Linked DNA regions of Zea mays: region 2 is linked to region 1. Evidence: chromatin contacts called from public Hi-C data. All regions are on one chromosome and are shown on one strand. The core of a region is the stretch at or near the end of the contact, and the rest is flanking DNA. Distances in the headings are between cores, read along the strand shown. Region 1 holds the start of LOC100384319 (DnaJ protein ERDJ2A). Region 2 holds the start of LOC100280481 (lactoylglutathione lyase).

Region 1 (4,953 bases), core at 1,454-3,953:
AACCTTTACTAGTGATGGATGCTGCTTCCAGAACTTTGCTTGTTCTGTCTTAATGTTCTTTAAGTCCAGATTTAACTCGCTTCTAACAGCTACAAACAATTTTTGCAGGGGTTCATCATCACTGCGTCGAACTGGCATCTCCATATATTCTGCAGCCTTGATGAAGACATCTATAACTTTGCTGTGACATGGAAACAACTCATGGCTCACACAAGGGAAAAACATGATTTCGAAAGCTAGCAAGTAAATTAACACCAAAAATAGAAGTTTCCTGGAAGCTACTAAGTACTAATGACAAAAAATAAAGAAAACCTCTAAGGCTAGCAAGTATAAAGATAGAAGTATATGGGAAACTCGAAGAAAGCATGCACTCATTTAATCTACCAGATATATAAGCTGGTTAAAATATATACTAGCCCCCTGGAGTGTGGTCAGAAACAATAAAAGAACATGTTAACAAAAAATGCATTATCATTTTTATGTACCATTATATGGTTTTGGAAAAGGAGATTCTTGATGTTGTCATTCAAGACTTAGTAATGGACTAATGGTTTCATCAGGCGCTGTGGTTTTGCATGTGCATAGCATCTTATTTTTTATCAACTCATCAATGCTTAATGGTAAAGTTGGAGCTGTGCAAATATATTTACCCAGCAGAAGTTTTTTAAAAAAAAGATCTATTGCTTGAACATTCAAGAAAAGAAGTCTCAAAGAGCAATAAGTCAATAATAATAAATCACAATCTCACTTCCAATATTAACAAAAATCTTCTGTTGCTAATGATATTACAGGCCTCATGTCAGTCTAACATCAAAATTCAAAAATCAGATACAGAGCACTTGCACTTTAAACAATATGTGCTAGGGAAACACAAATATTAAATTCCAAAAGTAACAGTGTTAAATGACATGTTCGCAAGTTCATACCTTGGAGCAAGAGATGGCTTCATAAAGTAGTAGTAAGTGGACAAAGTTTGATGCATGACATAGTTTCCAGTATATTTTGATGATCTTGACAAATAAATAACAGCTATCATCAAAGGCAATAATATACAAAATCCGACTATTCCAAGAAGCATTATCCCACCAGATGCACCATCAATATTTAGTAAAAACTTGGGCAAAGCAATGCCCATTTGCAGCCCCTGAATCATAAACAAGATGTATTACCCGTTAGCTTTAGCAGTTCATGGAACATGTGTTGCAAAATTTAGCTCTGATTGAGACATTAGGATCTAATGATGCTAATATTACCTGCCGCCCATCAGGGTGACCATATTTCTCATAATTCTCACGAGATATAGGATCAGTTAATGCTTGATATGCCTTGGATATATATTCAATGAAGTATTTATGAGCCTCTGGGTATGTGTGGGAGAAAAGGCGTAAGAAGAGTTCACCAGGTAAGATATATTTTTTCTTCATTGAGCAACATTAATAATTTATTATAGTGTTACAAATGAGGTACCTGGATCAGGATTTTTATCAGGATGGTACTGAATAGAAAGTCTCCTATATGATTTCTTGATATCAGATTCAGATGCCCCAGCTTCCAGTCCAAGAATACTGAAAGGCTCAAAAACTTGGACCTAAGAAAATTCAAAGCGAAATCATATAACAAATACTGTAATTATATCATGTTATAGACTTGCATGTATAATATCTTCATTTCACTGAATGTTTACGTAATATCAGTATAAAGATGGTTACATAATGGGCATGTTCGATATAAAGAGGCAGGGACATGTCCAACCCTGAAGTCACAAATATCTATGCTAGGAAACACATAACTCTATCTGGAATTAAGTAAGAATCAGACTATAGTTTAGACAAATCACAAATCACGTACAAATGACAACCAAATGAGTTTCCACTAGTAAGGAAAAAAAAAGGCAAATGAGGACAGTGGAAAGTATAAGCAGTTAAGCACTAGGACAGAGCACTTCCAACTGCCGAGAAAAACAGAAGCAGATCTGAGTTATGTTAACTTGATAAGTATACTTGTATCGCAGAAAGAATTGCTCTATCTGATAGCATCAAATTCTTAAGTAGCCCAAAGTTCACATACCTCACGGCTAACAAGCTTTATGTAGTAAACCAGGAATATCATAACAATCCAGAGCAGAAGGATGGTTAGGTTACTGCACGTGGAGAAGTTGGATATCTGTGAAATAAGGGAAGCAGAACTTATTAGTCAGAACAGCAAATCAAGCAACACCCCAAAACAGAAACCAAAAGTAGCCGAACAGAAGAAGTTTAAGAAAAAACAAGAACAAGAACGCGCCGTCCGCACCCTCTTGTAGATCGACTTGCGGTACTTGCCGGAGCGGTGGCAACCCGAGCAGCGGCAGTGGATGGTCTTCGCCTTCTCGGAGGCAGCGCGACACAAGCGCAGGATCGTGTAGGGCACGAGGGGCAGCGCGATCATGGTGAGTATAAAAATCAGGAACAGCGAGCTGTTCTCCTCTGCGGCCGCCATGGCTGCTGTGACCTACCTCCGCTCTCCCGCCCGGCTCGTCTGCGATGTCGCAGGATTTTGCGGAGCCAGGGCCGGATCTGGCAGTGAGGCGGCGGGAGGTGGTACGGGGCGCGCGGATCTGAGGGGTCGCCGGCAGGCGGAGCCACGGACGGAGGCGCGGCCGATTGGGATAGGTTTTGGGGTGTCTTCAGCGGTGCCGCGGTGGGCTGTAGCCTGTAGGCGGTAGTGGTACCACGACACGGAATCGGCACCGCAGAGTCGGTTTGGAGACAAAGCGGGGATGCAGTGGCCTCTCTCTCTCTCTCTCTCTCTCTCTCTCTCTCTCTCTCTCTCTCTCTCTCTCTCTCTCGTGTAAGGACCAAAACGGTAGGAAACGATTGAAAAACACTAGGCAATGTTTGGTTGAAGAGCCAAGTATAACGGAGTCATTCCGTCCTAGTTATGTTGTTGTTCGGTTATAAAGTAATTAGAACGGAATGTCTCTAATTAGGGAATATTTTTCTCAGATCCGAAATCATTCCGCTCCAAAAAATCAACCGAACGGAGCCGCTCTGTTCTCATCCCGCTCTCACAGTCACGCTCCGTTCCGTTCACTCTGCAACCAAACAAAAAACAGAGCTGCTCCGTTACAGATTACCAAACACAGAACAGAGCGGCTCCGTTCCTAAAATCAGGGATGGAACGGCTCCGTTCTACTTGGCTCCTCAACCAAACACTACCTAATACCGTTACTGTTTTCATATTTTGTTATCGGAAACGAAATCGGAAACGGTAATTTCGAAAACAGAAACGACATCGGTATTTCGAAATCATCGTGTCGGGGACCATAATTAGGGATACCACCAAAACTCCTAATCTCAGCTGGTAACCCCCGTCAGCACAAAGCTGCAAAGGCCTGATAGGCGCGATTCAGGACAAGGCTCCGTCCACTCAAGGGACACGATCCCGCCTCGCCCGAGCCCAGCCTCGGGCAAAGGCAGGCGACCCAGTAGGATTCACGTCTCGCCCGAGGGTCCCCTCAAGCAACGGACGCACCTTCGGCTCGCCCGAGGCCCAGGCTTCGCGGAGAAGCAACCTTGGCTAAATCGCCACGCCAACCGACCATATCGCAGGGGCATTTAATCCTGACGCGCGCTCCTCAGTCGAAAGAGCCGAAGTGATCGCAGTCACTTCGCCGCTCCACTGACCGAACTAACAGGAAAACAGCGTCGCCTGCCCTGCTTCGACTATTGTGCCACTCGACAGAGTGATGCTGACAGCAGCCAAGTCCAGCCTCGGGCGCCATAGGAAGCTCCGCCTCGCCCGACCCCAGGGTTCGGACTCAACCTCGACCTCGGACGACGGACTCCGCCTCGCCCGACCCCAGGGCTCGGACTCAGCCTCGACCTCGGACGACGGACTCAGCCTCGACCTCGGACGACGGACTCCGCCTCGCCCGACCCTAGGACTCGGACTCAGCCTCGACCTCGGAAGACGGTCTCCGCCTCGCCCGACCTCAGGGCTCAGACTCGACCTCGACCTCGGAGGAGCCTCCGCCTCGCCCGACCTCGGGCTCGGACCGACCACGTCACAGGAGGGGCCATCATTACCCTACCCCTAACTAGCTCAGGCTACGGGGAACAAGACCGGCGTCCCATCTAGCTCGCCCCGGTAAACAAGTAATGGTGGCACCCCGCGTGCTCTATGACGACGGCGGCTCTCAGACCCTTACGGAAGCAAGGAGACGTCAGCAAGGATTCGACAGCCCCGACAGCTGTACTTCCACAGGGCTCAAGCACTCCTCCGACGGCCACGACATCACATGAACAGGGCGCCAAAACCTCTCTGACTGCCACGACAGCATGTACTTAGGGATCTAGCTCCTCTCTGCTAGACACGTTAGCACACTGCTACACCCCCCATTGTACACCTGGGCCCTCTCCTTACGCCTATAAAAGGAAGGTCCAGGGCTCTCGTACGAAAAGGTTGGTCGCGCGGGAGAACGGGCTGGCGGACAGTCTCTCTCTCTCTCCCTCGTGGACGCTTGTAACCCCCTACTGCAAGCGCACCCGACCTGGGCGCAGGACAACACGGAGGCCGCGGGTTTCCCTTTTGCCGTCTTTCCCCCCTTTGTGCTCCGTCTTGCGCCGACCCATCTGGGCTGGGACACGCGGCGACAATTTACTCGTTGGTCCAGGGACCCCCCGGGGTCGAAACGCCGACAGTTGGCGCGCCAGGTAGGGCCCTGCTGCGTGTTGACGAACAGCTTCCCGTCAAGCTCCAGATGGGTAGTCTCTGAAAGGATCACGATGCCCAAGAGGGGGGTGAATTGGGCTTTTCTAAAAATCAACACTAATTAAAGACTAAGCAAGAGCTAAGCAAGAGCCCAACTTCACCCCAACAATTAGCACTAAGAATATAATACTAGAAATGCAACAATGCTAAGACAATACTTCAAATACTTGCTAAACAAATACACAATGTAAAGTGCTTGAA
Region 2 (4,686 bases), core at 61-2,560, 400 kb after region 1:
AATACGGGTAGTGTAAATACCCGTTTTTTCGGATACGGATTCGAGTAGTTTTATATTCGGGACAGATACACTATCCAGATTCGGGTCGGATACAGAGCGAGGACTACCCGAAAAATACCCAGATATTCGGGTCGGATACGGGTAACCGAAACTCGGGTACCCGTTTTTTCTTTTTCTGCATAATATAGTTATAAAATCACAACTTTTACATATGAAATCGGATGAAGATAAAATTTATATGAAAATTGTAGAGCTTGAAGAGATCTATAACTTTGTAATACATCAATTTTTTGTTTAAACATATCTTTTAGACCAAAATAATTGAAAAAATGTCCAAATTTATATCAAATTAATATACTTTATCATTTTTATGTGTGGGGTTAAGGTTATCTCCACGTGGGAACTTAAGATTATCTTTTTATAGACTATTTATTAGTATTGGTAACTTATTTGTATTTTTCGGTCAATACTACAATATTTTAAGGATTTAATTGTATTTTGATAATTTTCTATGACAAGAAATTAATAATACAGAAATAGCCTAAAAAAATCGTGAAATTTTATGGATACACAGCATATGTCCATATATAACAATAAAAATGTTTGGATCATACAATCTATAAGATGCCCATGTTTTTTCCCTTTCACTTTCACTTATCTGTATGCGTTACATGTGAAATCAATGTAAGTATCCAAGTTTCAACATAATCAGTACTTTACTTTATTATTTTCATACGGGGACTTGAGTTATCTTCATATAAAATTTTATTAGTTTTTGTAACTTATTTGCAATTTTTGAGTGAAACTACAATATTCTATGAATTTTAAATATTGCGGTGTTGTTCTACAATGTCCTTGTGATAAGTAACTTTGAACTGCATGATGTCAATTTTATTGGTTTTCTTTCTTACATTTAATCTATCATATACATAATTATGTATTACTTAACTTATGGATAGTTGGACAATTAATATCATCAGACGAACTACCCGACAATTATCCGGTACCTACCCGAGTAGTATCCGTTATCCGTTTCTTACCCGCCCGTATTATTAACCGGTCCCGTCCTGTATCCGTCCCGAAGCTTAAATAACCGAATCTGGTCTCGTATCCGATAGAAATACATTAAGGTATGATACGAGATGATCATGTATCCGAATGTATCCGTCCCGTTTTTATCCTTAGAAAGACATGCCATGTTAGGAGGCGCTTGGATCTAACTGAGATCCGAATAACAATTAAGGATTGGACTAACACATTTTAAAAGTTTGTAGATGGGGATGACAAACAATTTTAAAGACGGGAAATGTATTTTACTCATATAGATAATCTTATATAAAAATAGGTTTATATATCCTGGTGCTCTTGCCATGGCTGGTGCATCGCTCCTCTCCCCATCCTGCACGCTCCTCCGCCTGATTCCCAGCGCGTCGCACTTCAAGGTCCCGTGTTCCGTACTGGAGGATTTGGATTGATGATTATGGTGACTTTCGCTCAGGTTTCACTCACCATTCCCCGTTGGGAATTTTCTTGATTTCGTAGAGATTCGATCGGGTTCGCCGGTTCGCGCCCGCCGCCATGGCGACTTCCTCAGGACCAAAGGAGGCGCCAGCGAATAACCCTGGGCTCCAGACCGAGGTCGACCCCGCCACCAAAGGCTACTTCTTGCAACAAACGGTAACGCGAGCTTTACTCCTGTCTATTTCACCGAGGGAGTGTGTTTATCAAGCACATGTGCGTGCTATTCAGCTCGGGTTTCCAGTTTTGGTGCTCGATGTGTGGATTCACATAAGTAGTCGTGGCGCACTTCATAAGCAGTGGGATAATCAGTCAGTAGTTGCTGTGCTCTATATCCTATTTGCTCCCCCATCCCGTCCCAATCCAAATTTGCTGCTGCTCTTGTCTTGTGGGATGCAAAGAAAAAATGTATCTGATGAATAATGCATTTGATACCTGTCAAACAATCTGGATATCTCAATTCTGAAGCAGATCCAACTCTGAGCTCACTTTGTTACAAGGGCCAGACATCACAAATAACTAAGCACATATATGCAAAATCCTGTGGGCGCTGGCAAAATCACCATCATTTTTTTTCTCAAACACGCAGGAGAACTGCGTATCATTATATTAAGAAAAGGAAGAATATACATGGATACCGACTTCTGCAAAAAATTGATGCTTAGGAATGCTACTAAATGGGCCCTTGATTGTAAATATCTGACAGGCTTGTATTGCTACTATTCCTGTTTGTTTGCTAAACTAAAATCATTCCGTAGTTTTGGAATTAACCATTGGTGGGCCAGCTTATCCCCATAAGCATTTCTGATGTTGTACTTGCCGAGGTAATGATCACAAAAATTTATGTTCTTTGTTTCAGATGTTACGTGTGAAGGACCCAAAAGTGAGCCTTGACTTCTACTCACGTGTGATGGGCATGTCGTGAGTTTAATTTCTTTCTCTTCCTCCAAATAATATATCCATGCTGAGAAAAAAACAATAACAGCTCATATCTGTTCTTTATAGTTTTGTCCTGTAAATGTAGGGATGTTCTTGAGTGGGATGTTCTTGAGAAAAAAACAATAACAGCCCTAACCCTAGTTAGATTGTGTTAGACTGTGTATGGATTTTATGTGGTTGTGTGTTATGGGCCTAGCCTAGCCCATGTAGGCCATTAGGGTTAGGGAGATATATAATGTATCCCCTACACCCAACCTAGGATATGGATAATTATTCCTTGAATATGGTATCATACTGCCTCCTTTCCTAGCCTGTGGTCGCCGCCGTGCTAGCCCTGGAGCCCATCCTCTTCCTTCCTCTTCTTTCTCATCAATCATGGTGTTGGAACTGTGACTCCTGAGGTGGTATGAATGGTGAGGGAAAGGTCGGGGATCACGGCGACGACGTTTGGGCGCCGTCTTCCTAGGGTTAGGGATGCTGAATGGAAGAGGCGGGGCACTGTTCACGGGATGAACAGCACCCACGGTGAATAGTAGACACTGGTGAATAGTGCCGAGGATGAACAATACTTCTGATGAACAGTGCGCGGGTGAACAATAGATGGGTTGGGGAAAGCACAGGCAAGATACTTGCTTGCTTACTGTTACGTACCTCACATGATGAATGATACCTAGGTCCTCCTAGGACTGTAGGATATATAGAAACAGTAATATGGGCCTTAACACCCCCTGTCAAACTCAAGGTGGAGGTTGAGGATCCGAAGCATTGAGTTTGATTAAATGAAACTGATGTTATGCCCTGGTTTGTGCTTTTGTGAAGAAATCAGCAAGCTGCGCTTCCGAAGGCACATATTGAAGATCAATGGTCTTCTGATGACAATGAGACCAAGTGGATGATACATCAACACCAATGTGTTCTGTAAGTTCACGCTTCACTGGATCATGGCAAATTTGTATAGCTCCACTGTTGTCACATACCAAAGGCGTAGGAGTGTCACAACGGACACGTAGATCAGCCAAGAGCCATCGGAGCCAAATTATCTCAGCAGTAGTAGTGGCAAGTACACGAAGTTCTGCTTCATTACTAGATCTAGATATAGCAAACTGTTTTTTTGGATTTCCAAGCAAAGTAGAGTGAGGACGACGAGTGTAAATCTGGGTGACAGGTGGTTTAGAAGAGTAAGAAGGCATGGAAGTGGAAGGAGGTGCGATGGGAATGGGGACATCGGGCGTGGCTACACGGGTTGAAGATGACACAGATGAGGGATCAGAAATGGGAGGAAAACTCAGGAAAGAGGTGGACTCTGTGTAAAAGCATGAAGAATGAGTGGCCGAGTTGTAAAAGAAGGGTCGATTTTCATTAAAGCTCACATCTCGTGAAATGCGAATGCGACGGGAAGACGGATCATAACACCGATAGCCTTTATGTTCAGGGCTGTATCCAAGAAAAACACACTCAACATATTGAGCAGTCAATTTAGTCCGCTCACGAGGTGCTAACAAGACATAACACGCACATCCAAAAACTCGAAGATGGTCATATCGTGGAGTCCCAAAAAGGACTTCACCAGGTGTTTTGCCAGAGAGTTTAGATGACGATTGTCTATTGATGAGATAAACCGTAGTAGAAACAGCTTCACCCCAAAAATGTGAAGGATCAAAAGAAGATAGCAAAAGGGTGCGCGCAGTTTCTATAACATGACGATGTTTACGTCCAGCCACACCATTTTGTGCATGAGCACCAGGGCAAGAAAGCTGAGCAAGAGTACCCTCTGAGGTCAAGAACTGCCGAAAATTATCAGATAAATATTCGCACCCGAATTAGAACAGGAAATTTTAATAGGAGCAGAAAACTGGACGCGAATCATGCGAGCAAAGGATTTATAAATAGATATCAACTCAGAGCGGTGTTTCATAAAAGTAAAGCCAAGTATAACGAGAATGATCATCAATAAAAATTACATAATACTTATGGCCACCTTTTGAAGCAAGAGGTGCAGGTCCCCAAACATCAGAGTGAATCAAATCAAAGGGTCTAACAGAGTGAGAATCACTAGTAAAATATGGAAGTTGTATTTGTTTTCCAAGGTGACGTCGGGGAGGCGTTCCAGAGGAAGACACCAGTTTGGAGAAGAATTGCTCCACCACTGGATGCGGCGGCATTGGCAACCCCTATGCCTAGAAGATCTGGTGATGAAGAACATTTGATCGTCCACAATAAGAGAAAGAG

The links. A called contact is a pair of places that touch in the nucleus more often than the background predicts.
Region 2: a Hi-C map of ear shows a contact between it and region 1, with 2.3 times the contacts expected there. The contact joins the promoter of LOC100280481 here to the promoter of LOC100384319 in region 1. A contact is called at or near these places in 4 of 25 Hi-C or Micro-C datasets (ear, endosperm, leaf and 1 more).

What each region holds. Positions count from the first base shown.
Region 1 is chr2:84,265,868-84,270,820 of Zm-B73-REFERENCE-NAM-5.0, forward strand. LOC100384319 (DnaJ protein ERDJ2A) reads right to left here and starts at 2,704. Exons shown (of 10, transcript NM_001322052.1): 1 at 2,293-2,704; 2 at 2,068-2,163; 3 at 1,468-1,588; 4 at 1,254-1,360; 5 at 927-1,144; 6 at 4-181. The coding sequence starts at 2,478.
Region 2 is chr2:84,665,811-84,670,496 of Zm-B73-REFERENCE-NAM-5.0, forward strand. It overlaps LOC100280481 (lactoylglutathione lyase), which reads left to right and starts at 1,311. Exons shown (of 8, transcript NM_001153401.2): 1 at 1,311-1,442; 2 at 1,543-1,677; 3 at 2,378-2,439. The coding sequence starts at 1,371.